2 separate regions of the Mus musculus genome follow, and region 1 is linked to region 2. The links are chromatin contacts, called in public Micro-C maps. All regions are on one chromosome and are shown on one strand. The core of a region is the stretch at or near the end of the contact, and the rest is flanking DNA. Distances in the headings are between cores, read along the strand shown. Region 1 has its middle 410 kb from the start of Gm31711. Region 2 has its middle 21 kb from the start of Gm31711.

Region 1 (2,700 bases), core at 108-2,607, 390 kb before region 2:
TTAATTTAAAAGATATTCACTTACAGATAATGTTTGAAGTTATCATGTCAGATGAAATTATGAAGAGAGAGACTGTTAATAGAAAACAAGGGGACTGGAGAGAGTACTCAAAAGTTAGGAGTACTTGCTGCTCTGGCAAAGGACCAAGTTCAGTTCTGAGCACCCACACCAGGTAGCAGCCATTGTCCTATAACTTCAGCTCTAGAGAATTTAACACTGTTTTTTAACCTCTGCAGGTGCACGTGCACATACACACACACACACACACACACACACACACACACGAAGAAAATGTAAATATAATATTGCTAAGGTCTAAACCTTAAAGTCCATCATTGAAATCATGTAAAGAAAAGTAATCAACATAGAAATTAAGGAGGAAAATACAGAAGACAACAAATCTCAAGGGGTATGCTGTTACGAAAGCCACAGAGTATAGCTAAGAGAAACACTGCCAGGAGGTGGGTGAGAGAGGACAGAGAGAGGAAGTGTCAGAGCTTTGCCCACTCCAATCACTACATTTACTTTTCTTGCAAAGTTAAGGCCACTAGAGGAGTATATTATTGAAAAGATGGTCATCATAAAACATGTGTGGGAGGAGACATTGGTGTTGATGAGCTCTATGGAAATGGCATTTACAGGCCATCCTTTGAATTGTGCCTGAAGTTTGTAAGCACATTTAAGGAGAGATCTGTACATTGCCACTGAGTATACATGGTATGGTCTCCTGCCTTTGGAGACAGTTATATTTTTGTTGAGTTGTTCTAAATATAGAGAAAAAAGATGGAGGATGATTGCTTGGAAGAAAAGAAGCATTTAAAACTGGATTCCTTCTGAATACTTTTACCCAATAAAGGACATTTGTAGGAAGGTGATGAAAGTACAGAATTAATTCTCTACATAAAAGACAAGTGATGAAATTTAGGATGCTATGGAAATACAAATGGAAATGTACCCTGATTACTAGTTAATTAAATTCCATGTGAAGAAATGTCAAATAATGAGGATGGGGTTAAACTTCTCGAAGTTATAAACTATATATAACTAGCTACATTATGACTTGAAAATAACTCCCCTAGTCTCCAGCACAGATTGAGAATAAACAGTTTAAGGAAAAGATGAGGAATCAGAAAAAGTCTGAATGAACATAAATGGAAGGAAATTACTGCAGGTGTCTATAAGAAATTAATGAGGTACATAAATTGTGGTCTATGTTTCTTGTCACAATTTGATAAAAAAAATGTGTGTGGAGATGGCAAAGAGTGAAAAAAAAATGGGCCTGAGATCTGCAAAGCATTCAGTCAGGTCAGAAAGAGTCCAGCATTTCTTTGCTGTGAATGCTGCCAAAGAATGATGTCATCCACAGCACACAGCACATGGAGGTGGGAAGGGGGTCAGAAGACCATGTAATTACAATGCCTGAGGTGAAAGGCTGAGGTGATTGGTTTTAATTGGGATTGCCTGATCTTTTTAGAACTTCTGTGGCATTTTGTTTTATGCCCCCTGTCACCTCCCATCCCTATCTGGGGGCTAGAGTTTAATACCTGGGGTTTTTTTTTTTTGTTTTTTTTTTTTGTTTTTTTTGTTTTTGTTTTTGTTTTTTTTTTTTTTTCTGTGATCATCCATGCTGTATTTACTCTGTTCACTGTCTAGTTCCATAAGCATAGAAAGTCTGTATTAGTCATCTTAATGTCTACCACGTCATTCCCCAGGCTCTTAAATGTGGAAGAAAATCAGTAGACACTCAAGGCTAATCCTTCACCAAAATACAAGTAGTTTTTCACCCAAACAGGGTTTTGGACGGCCTGGAAAAAGCCACTTGAGGTTTGGAATGTGCTGAGCCTACATTCTTTGGACGCCAAAAAGGTGCAAGATCAGACTATTTTGGTCACTGCTCAACATCTAGTCATTATTATAAGACATCCATTTATAAAGATAACTTTCTAAATTTTCATTTTGAGTATCTGCTTTAGAGGTGTGTGTCATTGTGGCTAACCAGTATTCCTATGACTGATGACTACTGCTATTCCGTGTGTGTGTTTGTGTGACCGTGGAGGCCAGCCCACAGACTGCCTCTTGGGTGCATTTAAAAAGTAATGCCTCTGAAGACAAGAAAGAACTTGTTCAAAATTGCAATGAAATGATATCCCAGTGCAAACACATGTCTTGTGCTTTAAAGCTCTTTAAAAATACCAACAAAGAAATCATTTATTGTACTCTCTACACATAGTTACCAGAGTTGCTGACATATAATACTCCAAAGAATCTTGAGTTGTTCTCAAACAACATGAAAACTACTAAATTCATAGAAGTTTAGTCTTTTGGTATAAAATTAAAAGTTAAATAAAGGAAAGCTGGCATCCAAAGCAAAGTTTTATGATTCTAAATTATCTACTGTATTCATCCATTTATAACAATGTGTATAGTAAGTATTTGATAAAGTATCATTGAAATAAATTCAGTAATCCAAATGAAAATCAGCATGTGAAAATTATGTCCAAAAAATGAGACAAAACACAAAATGTAGACAAAACCCACTTTGTTTTGTCTCCTTCCTTTTCAGGATATAGAGTGTTAGTAGACTTTTCTGATTATCAACACTTTACTACTCAAACAGATAGACAGCTCTAAGAACAAGTTAAAATGGAAACCTGTCAATTGATAAAGTAGTATGTCCAAAAGCAGACAATATATGTCATT
Region 2 (2,744 bases), core at 114-2,613:
AGGAACCTCACCAAAGCAGTGACCTGAGAAACAGTGTGTGCTGGCAAAGGGACAGAGAAAGAAGCATTTACCCTACCACAGTAGCTCATTGTCTTTTAGAATTTGTATTAGATATCTGGTGTACTGGCCATTAACCATGCACTTCCTCAAGGAGAGAATGGGGGTGTCAAGGTGTTTTAGACTCTAAGCATGTTCAGTGTAGTGAAATTGTTACAATGTATATATGTTTTTACAAGAGAATTTTGGGCCATTACGAACTACCCAATGCCTCATTTAGGAAGTGTCCACTCATCAAAATACCTGGGCTTTCAGTCCCACATACATAATTCCTACATTAATATGCATCAATTACCTTCCCAAAAGCTGTATAAAAAGATACATTGTATTGCTCAAGGGGCTTTAAAATGTTTGTGTTCAAGACTTACAGTAAAAGAAACAGTTTTCATTTTTCCATTTTTGCTTACAACTTCCCAATGCTGCAGAACTGAAACAATTAGCTGCCTCCTGTTCATCGTCACCCATCGCCTGGGCGTCTTCAATCTTCTGGCTCTGCCACAACTGTTTTCTTGTGAGCTATAGCCCCAAATGAGGCTCAATACTGTACAGAAGGATGGAAATCTGAAGGCGCCTTAGAATAACATTCCAGGGCTTCACTGAGGGTTGATCTGTTTCTTTTTAGCCCTGTCCTAGAAACAGTAAGGCTGCCACACATTTAAGGTGGAGTGGGGGTGGGGAATAACATCTAAATTCCTCTTGTATCTCAGAAATCTAAATTAAAACATTGAGGAAGCAGTTACTAGGTTGTTCTGACAAAGATAACAAGGCTGTTAGGATTGGATTTAGAAATGAGCATTGCAGGGCTCTCTCTGTTGTATCCAATCTGGAATGTCACACCCAGACATACAAGTAGTTAGGATGGACTTAAATAGCCAGACCCCATAAAAGACAAAGAAAAAAAAAGTAGCATTGCACATTATTGTGGGCTGAAGGACTTGGTACCATTATTGTAGAATCCTGTACCATTTTGTTTCAATTAAGGAACACAAATAAATCACAATTAAAAAAATAGTTCAATAGGTTTGGAATCACTCTATACAGTCATAGCAAAGCTACCACATTGTTTAAATCGTCTGTGGAGAACCATCATTCTGTAATGACTAACAGAGAAAGGAGACTAGGGGCCTCTTTCCCAGTGTTCTGAAAACCACTTAAGAGTTTCAGTCTCTCTAGATTCATCTATTGGTAAGAAGGACAGGGTGGAAGAGACAGGAAGAATTCAGGGTCTCTCTCAGACAGACACCCTGCAGATTCTGGGAGACCAGGGCTATGGAAGCCTTCCACTGCTACTTTGAAGGCAAGGGAAAAGATAAGAATTTCTCAGTCTTGTTGTCCTTGTAGCTGGGTTCCTGCCCCTATCTGACCATGGGGCCTAGACTCCACAATCTCAGCCAGGGAGAGAGTTTTCCAGGAGGCTGCCATCCTTATTACAGCTGGATCATAACAGGTTAGGCTGTACCCAGAGCCAGTGGACATGAGGAAGTTCCTTGGCTTTAGAAGAGTTAGGGGTCCCTCCTGGAAGCTCTCCAAGGCTAGGCTGAGTCTACCCCATTATCTCCTGAGGTTTCCATTATACCAATGTCATTTTTGCTGTAACAAAGCCTGGAGTGCTGGCCTGTTTTTACAGATTTTTTTTTGCACTATTCTTTCTGCCTTTATTCAAGCAGCAGTATTGAGTGGGTGAACACATCCCCCGGAAACAGCTCCCTGATAACTCAGGAGCCTTTGAGTCTGCAGGGCACTTCTCTAGGTTTTCTGAACAAAGAACTGAGTGTTGGAATTGCAAATAAAATACGTTTTTTTAACCCTCCTTTAGTCAGATAATTTGCTATATTTTTGCCCTCTTAATTTATTATTTCCCCCTTTTTTAAAAAAAAGATGTTTGACTCCCTGATTTTCTTCCTTCTATTGTGACTGTGGACAGTTCACGTCAGGTTCTCCTTGTTCACTTTTCTCTCTACCTTCCCATGCTGAGGATTGAAAAATCCCACAGATTTGTTTTACTACTGAGAGCATAAAAAGCAGCATGTTTGCATTTTGAACAGAGCTGAGATTAAGGCATTTGCAGCCTTGAAATAGCTCTTTCTCAACTTCCATTCCCATGAGGTTATCCACATAGAGTTGCTGTTAGCACAGGGTCAGTGTGATGAAATATATTTGTTGAGTCTCTTTGGTGCCAAAGCTTTGGCCAACTATCTGATCTACCTGATAGTGGCACTGTTTCAGAAATCTCTACTCAGTAGAGCAATATTAGCCCTGTGGATTATCAAACAGAACATGATACTGGAAACCACAGCTAGCAAAACCTTCACATTTTTCCTTCTTCCACACCCTGCCTTAGAGATCCCATGCAAGAATGGGAAGGTGATCAGAGTTTACACACTCAGGATTGTTACTTTAGTAACCCCCTTAGAGGTGAGTTTCAAACATTAAGGCTATAATACTCCCATTTTTAGAGCCAAACTTCAGTGATGCTTTTAAGAGTGAGGCTGGAAAGGGTTGCGAGTAACACTGAGAAAAGCAGTAATTACAGGTGAGGTGATATATTTTAAAAGTTCTGATTTTCTTCTATCTCATACTTCGAGCTTACTTGTGTAAATATACCAGAATAAAGCAGTATTTGTCTAGATGATTGAACACATCAGACTAGCTCATATTACACACAAACCGTTTTAGGTAAAGCTATC

Evidence for each region. Hi-C and Micro-C count contacts between places; a contact is called where the count stands out from the background.
Region 1: a contact with region 2 is called in a Micro-C map of granulosa cells, with 3 times the contacts expected there. The contact joins two enhancer-like sites. A contact is called at or near these places in 3 of 484 Hi-C or Micro-C datasets (embryonic fibroblasts, forebrain and granulosa cells).

The regions. Positions count from the first base shown.
Region 1 is chr13:16,669,583-16,672,282 of GRCm38.p6, reverse strand. No RefSeq gene overlaps it. Among named protein-coding and RNA genes, the nearest start is that of Gm31711, 410 kb to the right of the region's middle. Within about 2 kb of position 1,357, at least 35 of the 459 cell types and tissues checked have an H3K27ac peak or open chromatin away from gene starts, as enhancers often do. A contact at or near this core is called in granulosa cells, where this site is marked.
Region 2 is chr13:16,281,445-16,284,188 of GRCm38.p6, reverse strand. No RefSeq gene overlaps it. Among named protein-coding and RNA genes, the nearest start is that of Gm31711, 21 kb to the right of the region's middle. Within about 2 kb of position 1,363, at least 12 of the 459 cell types and tissues checked have an H3K27ac peak or open chromatin away from gene starts, as enhancers often do. A contact at or near this core is called in granulosa cells, where this site is marked.